2 separate regions of the Pan troglodytes genome follow, and region 1 is linked to region 2. A link is a contact called in public capture Hi-C data. All regions are on one chromosome and are shown on one strand. Each heading gives the region's core, a stretch centred on a gene start, on an enhancer-like site or on the middle of the called end of the contact. The rest is flanking DNA. Distances are from core to core; before and after follow the strand shown. Region 1 overlaps SLIT3 (slit guidance ligand 3). Region 2 overlaps SLIT3 (slit guidance ligand 3).

The links. Capture Hi-C pulls out chosen DNA fragments and counts their contacts.
Region 1: a capture Hi-C map of stem cell-derived neural stem cells shows a contact between it and region 2, with 3 times the contacts expected there. The contact joins two enhancer-like sites. A contact is called at or near these places in 1 of 7 Hi-C or Micro-C datasets (stem cell-derived neural progenitor cells) and 1 of 1 other capture datasets (stem cell-derived neural stem cells).

Annotation. Positions count from the first base shown.
Region 1 is chr4:166,616,847-166,623,333 of NHGRI_mPanTro3-v2.0_pri, forward strand. The region is part of intron 4 of SLIT3 (slit guidance ligand 3); the gene reads right to left. Among named protein-coding and RNA genes, the nearest start is that of MIR218-2, 180 kb to the left of the region's middle. Within about 2 kb of position 2,850, at least 2 of the 24 cell types and tissues checked have an H3K27ac peak or open chromatin away from gene starts, as enhancers often do. A contact at or near this core is called in stem cell-derived neural stem cells, where this site is marked.
Region 2 is chr4:166,348,730-166,355,810 of NHGRI_mPanTro3-v2.0_pri, forward strand. The region is part of intron 32 of SLIT3 (slit guidance ligand 3); the gene reads right to left. All of the region lies in intron 2 of LOC134810128 (a long non-coding RNA gene), which reads left to right. Among named protein-coding and RNA genes, the nearest start is that of MIR218-2, 89 kb to the right of the region's middle. Within about 2 kb of position 4,177, at least 2 of the 24 cell types and tissues checked have an H3K27ac peak or open chromatin away from gene starts, as enhancers often do. A contact at or near this core is called in stem cell-derived neural stem cells, where this site is marked.

The DNA of each region.
Region 1 (6,487 bases), core at 1,600-4,099, 270 kb after region 2:
GAGTGAACGCACACTCTCTCTATATGTGCACATATACACAGTTTATGAATAATATATGAGCTCCCTGTGTCTCAGATCCATTTTGATCAATAATCTCACCTCCATGCTCACACAGAACATTAGGGACAAACACCTTGAATTAGTGCTTTGACAGTAACTACAATGGCATTGAAGAATAGTGTTGAAAAAAGGAAAACAAACAGGAAACTGCTGACAGTTGCTTTAAGTCACAAACTCTATCTGAACAAAACTCCTTGGCGAATCCCTAAGCAGTAATTCAATAAACAAAGCCATTCACTCAGTTTTACCCCCACAGTCCTTGGTGGCCCAGCAGCACACATTCTGAAGGTTCACTTTGTTATGCACAGTCCCCATCCTAGGACTAATCTTTTTATAATGAACTTAATCCAGTTAGAACTCCCTAGAAGGGCCACATGTCAAAGTAATTGGATAACGGCCCGAGATTTTGTAATTATTCTTACTCTTCAAGCAGAGCTGGTTTGAGTCTGCCCACCCCTCCTATCGCTGACAATCCTTCCCAGTGATAAAGCTAATATCAATGGGGCGGGGAGAGTCAGATAGCTCTGTCTTGTGGGACAGGGTGTTAGCAGGAGAGAAGTGAGAGAGAGAAAGGGAAGAGAGGTGGAGACTCAGCCACTCCTGGTAGACAATCTGTCTCTCTTAATAGGCTGCTGCTCCTTGCAATAAAGAAATGCAGACTTCTGAAGGCGTAGGTATCTCTGCACCATGGGGAAGAACAATTAACCCAGTTGAGAAAATGGTTTTGAACAATTTTGCAGCTGCTTGGGCACTGCTTCCCTTCTCATTTTTCAATTTACCTTTCCCCCACCGAAGCATGCCATACTTGCCTCTGCTGTCCCTGTTATCCTACAGCAAAGACATAACACCTCTTTTGGGGTAGTAGGCCCAAAAAATGACCTGAAAGAGGAAGTATGGGTTGAGTCAGTGAATATGAAGTTAAGATGCCAAAACTGTCCCCTAAAAACAGAAAATTCAACTGTATAACAAAACTAAAAGGGTACCTTCCACCTCCCAGTTTGTCCATTGTCTATGGGTGACAGTCATGAGCAAGTGTGGGGTTGCCATCCCCTAAGCTACTTTGTATGGTGACTTGATGGCTCTTTAATATCAAATGGGCCTCTCAGTTGTATCCCTAACTTACTCTGAGGTAAGAACAGTGGCTCCATTCAATAAACCCATGCCAACCCCGTGAAGGGTCTGTACCTCCAGTTGTCCACAGGTTGCTGATGAAATAGAGATGAGTATCAGGACCCCAACTGGGACTGACCTGTGACACCCGAGGAAAGGAAGAGGAAGGAGGGAAGGAGAGGCCCCAGGGTGGTACCTGTTCAGCTCAGAAGATTGGCAACACTGACACTCAACTTCTGGAAAGGGAATGGGACCCTGCCAGCTCATGCCCCACAAAGTCACATCACACTGATAACATATCAGGGAGTTGCTTTAATGACTGACCATGCAAAACTGCATTCCAGAAAAGAAAACCAAAGGAAGATCAAAAGCTTCGTGATTGGTATCCACATTTTTTTTTTTTTTTTGAGACAAGGTCTCACTCTGTTACCCAAGCTGATGTGCAGTGGCGCAATGCTCACTGCAACCTCCACCTCCCAGGTTCAAGTGATTCTCCTGCCTCAGCTTCCCAAGTAGCTGGGACTACAGGCATGTGCCACCATGCCTGGCTAATTTTTGTATTTTTAGTAGAGACAGAGTTTCACCATGTTGGCCAGGCTTGTCTTGAACTCCTGACCTTATGATCTGCCTACCTCAGCCTCCCAAAGTGCCGGGATTACAGGCATGAGCCACCACGCCCGGCCCAGTATCCAGTCTTAGGCAAGAGAGATGACCACACATTCTGGCCTGGCCTCTCCACAGAGGTTCTGTGTCTCCGCCTGGAACCCTCTCCACATGCTATACTTTTAATATGTTCTAAGTCTGCTTTCAGTTATTCCAAATATATCAACACTGAGAGAGAGAAAACAATCCCGACTGCTTTAGGGCTAAACTCGGGTGTTTCCTCCTCCCAACACGTGCAACAAAACACATGCATATGTGGCTCTGTGAAGAGGCAGCCAGCGTCTTAGGGAAACCCAAAACCACGTACAAAGAAAAGAGGGCAGTGGTTCCACTAGGCCTGGGCCAAATGTCTCTTGATTTGTTCTAATCTTTGGGCTTGTGCTTAATGTCATGATCGGATTAGAAACAAGATTTTCCTCCCAGGCTATGAACTTGGAAAGTTTCTCGCGTACTGTTTCTAAATTCCTTGTTACAATAATAGCCGCACTCTATGTACTAAGTTTTATGTGCTGTATTCTTATTTAATTCTTACGACAATGCTAGGGGGGAGTCACATCAAATGTAGGTGGTAGCAGTGAGGCTCTGAGATGAAACAATTTCCCTGAGTTTACCTGGCTGGTTTTCAATGAGGCTGGGATTGGGACTTGTGTCTGTGCTTGCAATCACTATACACGTTGACCCTTTAGCTCTTTCTTATGGCTGCTGATTTGAGAACCTATCCAAGGGCCTGAGAGACCAAGGGAGGGGACTCAGTTGACCCCAGTCCTCTCAGCCTCCCCAGCCTCTTTGTAATAGAGAATCAGTCCTGCTGCAGGACCTACAGGACCAGAGAGCCTTAGTATCACCCACAGATGCTACCATGGGGCAGCAGCATTGGGCTGGAGACATTGGGCCCCAACCTCCCAAATGCCTGCAGATAGCCTGGGCCCTGCCTTTTCCTACTGTGCCTCCCCCAGCCCCAAGGGGCAGCGGCTGTTAGGGAGGGATTCTCATGGTCCCATAGTGTTCCCCAGCCTTGTTCACACAGCACAACAGTGACATCCAGGGGAGAGGCTTGGTGATGGCAGGGACCACCTGGCTCCAGCATCTTCTGCAGGTTTCTGGGCTGATTTGCAAGCACAGGCCCTGAATCATCAGAGGACAGGCATCTGGGGGCTTGTAGGTCCACAATCCCCTCTGTGGCCTGCCTGGGGTCTTTCGACACCGGACACACGCTCACCCCCTAGCCCAGCCTTCATCCCTCATTCTCACCCCTTCCCTACTCTTTGCTCAGTTACTCCAGGGTTTAGAAAGGGTGTCTTCAACTTGACCTACTGGAACACATAGCTGCTCCCCTCCCCTTCGAACACCTCTCCATTTGCAAAGCCTTTTATCAGCTCCATCTGATGATAGAGAACAGGTTTCTGGAACTAAAAATTAGCTCAGTCTTTTTTTCAAAGAGAAGAGATTTCGCAATTAAATGGTGAATGTATGGGGGTGTATTGTTATTATTACTATTATGTCTCACACTAGCATTTTCTAGTTTCTATATATTGTGGTGTGCCCTTTGTTTTGATCTGCATGAGAGAGTCAGTATTGTCTATGGAAGTAAGAAACATACACTGCACATAAGGAATTAGATCCTACACACACACACACAAATATGCAAGTATTTAAACATTTAAACAGAAACCAAGGGCAATATAAACTAAAAGGCTGAAAGAGAAATGCAACGAGAGAAAAAACAGATGCTTGCCTCTGCTGGGGACTTTTCTGGGGGAACATTTGGGCTGATGCTGCCCATCACCTTTCCCTGGCCTGTGGGTGTCATCTCTGCAGACTGCACTCTGGGATGTTCCCTGGGTCCCTCAGGAGCTGCAGGGAGAGCCGCCGTCCACCGCCCTGGTGCCTGGACTCCACTCCCACAGGCCCCTGCTCACTGCTCTCTTTGGCCAGGAGGTGGCAGTGCAGAGATGTTGCATGGGACTGTGGCCCAAAAAGGAGGCATAGGAAGAAAAAAAACAGGCTGGGGTGGTGGGCCTTGAGGATTTCTGCCCCACAGCTGTGCCCAGGTCAGGGGCAGGGCCACCTGGGTCCTGGCTGACAGAGGCACCAGGGCTGCCAGTGTGAAAAGTGGGGGCCTGGTTCTTCATACACTGAGCTGGCTTGGTGGAATCCTCCTGGAAGAATGTGCCCCACATGCAGGGCCTGAGGCTGGATGCAGACCCAAGGGCTGGGGCTGGGCAATAATGGGGAAGGAGAGCCTGAAAGGTAGTTTTTTTGTTGTTGTTGTTTTGTTTTTTTCTTTTTTGAGATGGAGTCTTGCTATGTCGCTCAGGCTGGAGTGCAGTGGTACAATCTCGATCTTGGCTCACTGCAACCTCTGTCTCCTGGGTTCAAAATTCTCCTGCCTCAGCCTCCTGAGAAGCTGGGATGACAGGCATGCACCACCACACCCGGCTAATTTTTGTATTTTTAGTAGAGATGGGGGTCTCGCCATGTTGGCCAGGCTGGTCTCGAACTCCTGACCTCAAGCGATCCACCCACCTCAGCCTCCCAAAGTGCTGGGATTACAGGCGTGAGCCACCATGCCTGGCCAGGTTGTTTTTATTATTATCCTGAAAACTGCCACCCACAGGAAGGGCAGTGAATGACTGTGTGCCACACTTTCCCTTCTCTGCCGGACCTGACGCGCCACCCCAGCAACACCCCTGCCTTGTCCGGGGCCTGATGCACTGCCTGGCACACAGTGGGTGCTTGCCCACTATTAATAGTCATGGCAACAGAAGGGCATTGACACAGCAAACGGGGGCTGTGGATTTTTGGGTTCAGAGGAGACTCAGCGAAGGAAGAGGCTCCGTTGGAACAGGCAGGGTTTAGGTGTCATGTGATTTAGGTGCATACAGAGAACAGAGCCGGAGCCTGAGGGGGCTGCAGATGGATGTGAGGCTGCAGGTAGAAACTCCCTCTCAGCACCTGAGAGAAATGATTGTGAGGTCGGGAGACACTTTGCAGGTCCTTCTGAGGCAGGTGTAAGTTGTGGAATTTTCCCTTTCTGGGGATTTTTAAGAAAAGGAAGCTTTGGTGGATTGATTTCACTGCAAGATGCAGGGCTGAGAATTTCAATTGTATTTTTTTCCCCCATTAGCAGTTGTTTGTCTCAGCAGCTCTTGCTCTAGGAACAAAGTCTAATGTGACCCTAATATTTAAAGCATATACATGGATTCTGATTAACCATGAAGAAGGCCAGAACTCTGTTATTAGGGCTGCCCCCGGGTTATTCTCTTACCCAGGATAGTGTCAAAGACATCTGTGAGCACTGCAGGGCTCTGCTAAAGTGGGTTTGGAAATCATTGGTGGGGACTAATTGTCAGGGCCTGGGATTTGGTCCTTTCTGGTCATCTGCTGAGTCAACTTTGGGTCTGTCTTCCTGAGCTATGAAGGGAGGAGTGTGGACTAGCTTAGCAGTTCCCACACCTGGCTGCCCTTCAGGCTCTTCTGCAGAGGTCGTTAAAAACACAGATGCCTATGCCCACCCCACCTCTCCAGGATCAGAACTTCCTGGGGCATATGAGCATCTGTATTTTTCATGAGTGTGTCTGGGGACTCTAACAGTCAGGACAGCTCACCCCTGAACAAGCTGACCTGTGGGGTGAACGGAGTTTCACCTGCGGGTGTTCTGAGGCTCTTATCTCCAGGCAAACCTGACTGGATTTGGTGAAGCTAAGCTTCCCTTCCAGTAAGTGTCACTGAGCATGGGCCACAGAGAATCCTGCAGTCATGGGGACCGTTCAGCATCTTTGCAGACAGTCCAGGAGGAATGAGACCATGAGAAATTCAAAGCAACTGGGGGCTCCATGAAGTTCATATCTGTGGTGTGTCATACACATGTGGTTCCATGAAATCTCAGTCCTGGGAACGTATCACAGAGATGGTTTCGCTCTTATTACAGCCAGCCTATCCTCCAGAGAAAGATTCCTTACAGAAATCTTTCAAAAGCGTGTGCTGTGACTAGATACACAAGGCCAAAAACAGCTGACCCATGTAGACAAAAGACCCAAAGAACAACAGTCAAATATACAACAGTAAAAATGAATTTTTTGTCTTGTTTTTTTTGAGGCAGGGGCTCGCTCTGTTGCCCAGGCTAGAGTGCATGGCGCGAGATTACGGCTCACTGCAGCCTCAGCTTCCTGGGCTCAGGTGATTCTCCCACCTCATCCTCCCTAGTAGCTAGGACAACAGACACACGCCACCACACCCAGCTAATTTTTTGTAGAAATGGGCTCTCACTATGTTACTCAGGATGGTCTCAAAGTCCTGGACTCAAGTGATCCACCCACCTCAGCCTCCCAAAGTGCTGGGATTACAGGTGTGAGCCACCATGCCTGGCCAAGATGAATCTTTTCTAGGTTTAGATTCAGAAACCAGTGTGTAAGATGAGGTCACAGCTAGTTAAAATTACCCTTGAAAGTTCCTTAAACCACTGAAAAAATACAGCATTGGATGGCTTTGAATATACATACAGTCTGCTGTGGTCTAAATATTTATATCCCACCCCACCCCGCCCAAATTCATCTGTAGAGGCCTAATCACTAATGTGATGCTATTTAGAGGTGGGGAGTTTGGGAGGTGATTAGGTCATGAGGGAGGAATGCTCATGAATGAAATTGTGCCC
Region 2 (7,081 bases), core at 2,927-5,426:
CTAGTTACTTGACAAGCTGGGAGGTTGAGGCAGGAAGACCACTTGAGCCCAGGTGTTCAAGTTCAGCCTGGGAAACATAGCACGACCCCTATTTCTTAAAAAAAAAACAAAAACAAAAAAGCGCTTTGTCAATTACTGGGAAAATGTGAGCAGTTATTTTAGTGTTAGAAGACTAACAAGGACCATTGCCTGCAAAGCTAGTGATCCCTGTTCTAGTGCTGATCCCTGGGAGAAAGTGATGGCAGAGGACATGCAGTAGCCCAGGACCCACTCAAATCCATTGGGAAATCTCTCCTCCCACTCATTCATCCAACTATCCACCCATCCATTCAACCATCCATACTTCCTTTCCATCTATTCTACCTATTCATCCGTCCACCCTCCTCTCCATCCATCCACCTATCCATCTCTCCACCCACCCACCTACTTATTTATCTACCCTCTTCATCCATTCATCCCATCACATCCATCCATCCTTCATCTACCCACCCACCCTCCTCTGCATCCATCCACCTATCCATCTCTCTACCTACCCACCTACTTATTTACCTACTCTCTTCCATCCATCCATCCATCCATCCATCCATCCATCCATCATCTACCCTTCATCCGCCCACCCACCAAGTGTCTGTTATGGGCCACCTCGTCCTGGGTGCTGTGGATCAGTGACAAACAGGGAAGATAGGGTAACTGCACTCACAAAGCTTCCATTCCACTTTCCTTAGCCTTTCCTATAAAGTAAATGACAACTTATCAATGTAAGGTCTAGCCAAGAGATAGGGTAGTGGGAGGTGGAGTGGTGGGTAAAAGAGTCCACTGAGGAATCTGGTTTTGTGATGGGGAGCCAAAAAGCCCTATGAAGGTAGAGCTATTTCTATTTCAGAAGCCTCCAGCTGCTCCAAGTTGCAAGCTGAGGGCAAGGCAGAGGACTCTGATCCTACAGATGGGTTGGTAAAAGCAGGAAGGGGAGGGAGGGCCCCGTGCAGAGACCATAAACTTGTGACCTTGAGCCCTCACACAGTTTTCTAACCACACGTGCAAAAATATGCAGGTATATCCCACAGCGTCCTAGAAATGGATGCTGTTTGGATGCAAATGAGCTCACCACCCTGGAGGTGTGTCAACAGATGCTGGGCAGCCACCTGTCAGAAAGGGAGTTGTCAGGAGACTGCAGCTCAGGCACTCGCTTCCAACATTATGATTCAGGGAGTCAGGGCAGCTGTTTTCCCATTATAGACACACACACACAGACACAGCGAACACATACCACCTACTCCTGCCTGGCAGCTGGCTCCAGGCCCAACTCCTTCTTCCCTTCTTGCCATCCCAGGTGCTGGTGAATAGCCTGCAGGGGTACCCAGCCTGGAGACAGTGGTCTGGCAGAAGCCACAGATCAGAGAGGGCTGTGTGGTCACTGGCTCTTGCCCTAGACAAAGTGCTGGGTTCTGCAGTGCCCCAGTGCTGGGCTTCCTGGAGGGCCTCATCTGATGCCCACATGGGAGAATCCTAGGTAGGCTCGAGGTATAGCCTTCAGCCAGGTCATACTTTGTGGAGAGAGATCTGGGATCACACTGGGCCTGCCAGCTGAGGGACCCTGGGCAAGTCATATCACTTCTGTAAGCCCCTGTTTCTGCTTCTATTCAATGAGTTTTATACTCATTTTACAACATTGGTTTTTTGGTTGTTTTTAGTAAGAGACAGGGGTCTTGCTCTGTTGCCCAGGATGGAATGTAGTGGTGCAATCATCGCTCACTGCAGCCTTGAACTCCTGGGCTCAAGCCATCCTCCCACCTTGGCCTCCCAAAGGGCTGGGGTTACAGGTCACTGCACCCGGCCTACACTGTTTTTTGTTTTGTTTTTGTTTTTTGAGATGGAGTCTCACTCTGTTGCCTAGGCTGGAGTACATTGGCGTGATCTCAGCTCACTGCAACCTCCACCTCCCTGGTTCAAGCAATTCTCCTGCCTCAGCTTCCCAAGTAGCTGGGATTACAGGCACCCACCACCATCCCCGGCTAATTTTTGTATTTTTAGTAGAGACGGGGTTTTGCCATGTTGGCCAGGCTGTTCTTGAACTCCTGACCTCAAGTGATCCTCCTCCCTTGACCTCCCAAAGTGTTGGGATTATAGGCGTGAGCCAGCGTGCCTGGCCCTACGCTGGTTTTAATGGGCAATACGTGGCCTGTGACACCTAGCAAGTGCTCAGTGAAAGGTGGAAATGATGACTCCTTGACCTTACTCTGGGCTTGCTGGAGCTGGGTGTGGCAGCAACTGGAGTGGGGGAGTAGGTTAGTGGGCCCTGGAAGAACCTGCCTATGGATTTGGCAAACTTACAGCCACCCAGGGCTTTGAGCCACTCAGGGCTCTGTATACTCCCACTGGCTCATTCCCATTTCTGAGGAGGGGACTCTTGTGAGTCCCATTTTAGGGAAGGAAGCTAAGTAACCTGATAGGGGCCACACTGCTAAGAAGTGCTGGAACTCAGGTTCAAAGTCAGGATTGCTTCCAAATCCAAACCTCCCATAATGTTATCTATGCCGGTAGGTGCTCATGGGTTAACAGGTCGCCTCTTCCTGGCAACTTTTAACCAGATCTCCTGGATATAATGGCTGAAGCCAGTGTTTTTCAAACTGTGGATCCCTGGAGGTTCAGGGTAGGCAGTGCTAAAGGCTCTGGCTTTTTACCAGCATCCCTAAGTCAGGATGCCTCCATTTCTACTTGCCTTAAAAAATAAAAAAATAAAATCATGGCCGGGCACGGTGGCTCACACCTGTAATCCTAGCACTTTGGGATTACATCCTTGAATTCTCCCTGACAAATCCCTGTTGGGGATTTGGGAGGCCAAGGCGGGCAGATCACAAGGTCAGGAGTTCGAGACCAGCCTGGCCAACATAGTGAAACCCCCATCTCTACTAAAAATACAAAAAATTAGCCAGGCGTGGTGGCGGGTGCCTGTAGTCCCAGCTACTCGGGAGGCTGAGGCAGGAGAATCACCTGAACCCAGGAGGTGGAGGTTGCAGTGACCCAAGATCGCGCTACTGCACTCTAGCCCGGGTGACAGAGTGAGACTCTGTCTCAAAAAAACAAACAAAAATCATTATTAAATCTTAGCTTTTGAAACAAAATAATGGGAAAATGGCTCTACTATGACAAAAGTAGAGAAAAAAAAGGAAAAAATAGTAACAACCTAAGGTTCACACTAAAAGAAATGATGATATAGTGGTCCCAAGCCCCAGTGATTAGTCTCCTGGAGACATATTTAAGGATTTCAGGGGAGAGAAGGGGGCTCTGAGGGTCTTCCTCATTATCTACTGGGCCAGACTGAACTGGTGCCAAGTGGGAGGTGGAGAGCTCTGGAGTTGTCAGGGTGGGGCTGGACGCATCCTGCCTGGAACTGGCATAACCACGGGCATTGGCCAGAGTGGCCCATGGCCTTTTTGCCTTTGCTTTTATTTATTTTTTTTGAGATCGGGTCTTGCTCTCTCACCCAGGCTGCAGTGCAGTGGTGCAATCACAGCTCACTGCAGCCTTGACCTCCAGGGTTCAAGTGATCCTCCTGCCTCAGCCTCTCAAGTAGCTAGGACCATACATGTGCACTACTATGCTTGGGTAATTTTTTATTTTTTGCATAGATGGAGTCTGAATATGTTGCCCAGGATACTCTCAAACTCCTGGGCTCAGGCGATCCTCCTGCCTTGGCTTCCAAGAATGCTGGAGTTACAGGCGTGAGCCACCATGCCTGGCTTTCTTTTGCTTTTAATAATAATGGTGGATACGTGTTAATCCCTTAGTAGAGGCCAGGCATTGTGCTACCCTATGCTAAGCAGTTAACTTGCATTCTCTTATTTAATCCTAACAACCCCCAGGAATGAGGCACACTTTTTCCTCCATTTTTCAAATAAAAGACTTAAGGCTCAGAGACTTCAGGTGTTCAGCCTGAAGTCTTAAGGGACTTGAGGGAGGAAGGGTTTGTTATTCCTCTAGGTGCTGGTTGCTCTAACCTGAATGCTGAGTCGTGACCACTAGGTGGCGATAGAGCCTCACAGTAACAAAAAGTTCCTGGGATTTAGGGTAGGCAGCAAGCGGAGACCTCAGGCTCCACTGCAGCAACCCCCTACTCCTGTAGCACAGCCCACACTCTCTCGGCTCTGTCTTTCATGTCCCGGAGCCAGCACGGTGGGAGAGCTGGTTTGGGTGGAAACCTGATCCGGATTTAAATCCTAGCTCTGCCACTTACTGGGCTTCTAACATGAGGCTTCTCATCCCTAAAACAGGAGTGAGGATCCAATGAGACAAAGACCTTGGCAGTGGATAGGATTGTAGAAATCAAGACTCAGAGAGCATGCACTGCATTGCATTCAAAGAGCACACCCACGCGGTGTTTTAAAATGGCCAACACTCAAAAACTTAGATATCTCACATAGAAACCCCGGTGGTCCCGCTTCTCTTGATAATCTGTATTCCCACATGGCAGTGTCTGCTGGAGCTGAGGTCAGCCACTCCTTTGGATGGGGCTCCACCCTTTAGGCTACTGTAGCCCCCACCACTCCCTATGGGGACTCCAGCCCATTTTCCCCATGTCTGTTACCTATGTGGCCATTTGGCCTTGCTGGCATGTGAGTCTGGCCTTCTCACAAGTCTCAGTGCCAAGGAACAGTGAAGTCTGTCCCCATTCTGGGGCAAGGAGGGGCTCAGGTGGGCTTTTCTGTGTATTTGCCCTGGGGCCTGGAATAGAATCTTCATGTGCCCTCATCACCATTTGTGATTATGGCTGTGCAGATGAACAACATCAGTCATGGACAGAATGGAGACCATGGAATCTAGCCTGCAGGTCCCTGCTGGGAACCCAGGCTGACATCCTCACTCTGAAGCTGGTCAGTGGGGCTTAGTGAGCCAAAAGCTGGTGGCTGCCAACTCCCCCAGTTAGAATAGCTTTGGTTGGGCTCCCTGACTCTGGCCCTGAGGCCAAGGTGGCCTTCCTGGGTGGCTAGAGGTTATTGTACTGATGCTGAGGAGGAGATCTCATTTTTTGTGGTTGGACTGGCCTCCTGGCCCCCTCAGCTGCTGGTCAGCTCAGCCTGTGCCCTCCATTAACCCCAGCCCTCCCACATGGCTTCCATGCAGGCTGATGGGGCCTCCTCCTCCCCAGGGCTTCCTCGCTGCTCAGCCTGAGAAAATGATTCTGAGGCACAGGTCATGTCTCAGCTCAAACACCACCTCCTCCTCCAAGGTCCTCCAAGCAAAAATATTTGCTCCTGGTGGGCACAGTGGCTCACACCTGTAATCCCAGCACTTTGCGAGGCCAAGGTGGGCAGACTGCTTCAGCCCAGGAGTTCAAGACCAGCCTGAGCAACATGACGAAACCCTGTCTCTTCCAGAAAAAAACAAAAATTAGACTTTGTGATGCACACCTGCAGTCCCAGCTACTCAGGAGGCTGAGGTAGGAGGATCACTTGAGGCTGGGAGGTGGAGGTTGCAGGGAGCTGTGATCATGCCACAGCACTCCAACCTGGGTGACACAGTGAGACACTGTCTCCAAGAAAACCCAAAAAACAAAAAAACTTTGCTTCATCACTGGTGTTCCTGTAGCATGACACCAGTGTCTCCAGTGAGAATGATTTGATTCTGCTGTGGAACCACTACTTGTTGATATGTGTGTCTTCCTCCCTGGACTGTGTTTGTTTAGCTCTGTGGCCCCTGCACCTAGCCCAGGGTCTGGCCCAAACATGGGGCCTGGTAGATGTGGAATGAGTGAGAGTGTACTAATGGCAACAGAAACAGGGTTGCCTCAGGGAAAAGTGTTTGGAAGCAAAATCATTTTAATCTGGAATTGCTAGAGCCTTGGGCCCCTGAGGATTGGAAACTGAATGAAGGGTACTAAAGATCTGTTACAGGCTCAGCATGAAAATCTAGGCCAGGAGTGCCAGGGCATCCTTAGCTTGGTTTCCCCATGGCTAAGACAGAGCCTGGTGTCTCTCCAGGGCCACCTACCTGCTCAAACTCACGGCTCCCTGACAGCAGCTTCTGGACAGCAATTCTCTGACTTTCCATTTCATAACTCAGCACAGTGCTGCGACACTCCTACCACCCACACCAGCCCTCTACCAAATCACCAGCCCTGACAGCTAACGTCAGCAGAGGGCAAAGGCTGGGCTCTGTTTGGGAAGGCCCCCAGCTCAGGGCAGGGCTCAGCTGCTTCTGGAAGCCTGGCTTTCACCTTCTGTCCTTGACATGTCTGTGTAAAGGCTTAATTTGCCAAGCACTTCCTCCAGTGTTATTTCAACCCTCAGTGACTGCCCTAAGAGGTACATCCTGCTATTGCTCACATTACATGGGAAGGGGAGGGGGAAAAACTGAGGCACAAAGAGGCTGAATCACTTGTTCACATCTGGATTTATGTGATAGTAAATGCTTCACAGGCTGCCCTGGCCCTGCCTCCTTGGCTCTCTGTCCTCTCCACTTGGCCAGGACCTGTGGCTCCAGGGACACAGATGTTAGGCGGCCCAGGCTCTAGGGAGACCACCAGGGTGAGCTCTTTCTTCTGGTGTCCACTGTGCCCAACTGTCCTAACCTGCCTGGTCTTTATCCACCTTCCAATGGGAGCCTCTTGCTCTGGTCAACACCCTTTTCTTTGCTCCTCGTCTGTCTTTGCTGACCTCCCAGCATGGCTTGCCCACCTGTTCTCTCTGCACTCACAAGTTCTTCCCTTTCTTCAAGGCCCAACTCAGACTGCTCTTTCTGCAGGAAGTTTTCCTGTGGAAACTGGTGTTTCCTAGACTTGTGCATTAGAATTACCTGGAAGGATCTCTGAAGCACAGGTGTGTTGGGGCCAACCCCTAGGGTTTTGGATTCAGTAGTTCTGGGGTAGAGTCTGAAAATGTGTATTTCTATCATGTCTGTAGGTGATGCTGGTGCTGCTGCCTTGGGGACCACACTTTGAGAACCACTGGTTTTAACCAATGGCTTTCAAATTGGGTTTGTTGGATGATTTATCAGGGGCCTTGACAACAGTGTGTGTGGAGGGGGGATCTTTGCTTCAACACTGCAGGGCGGTTTTGCTTCTAAGTATTTACAATTCTTAAGT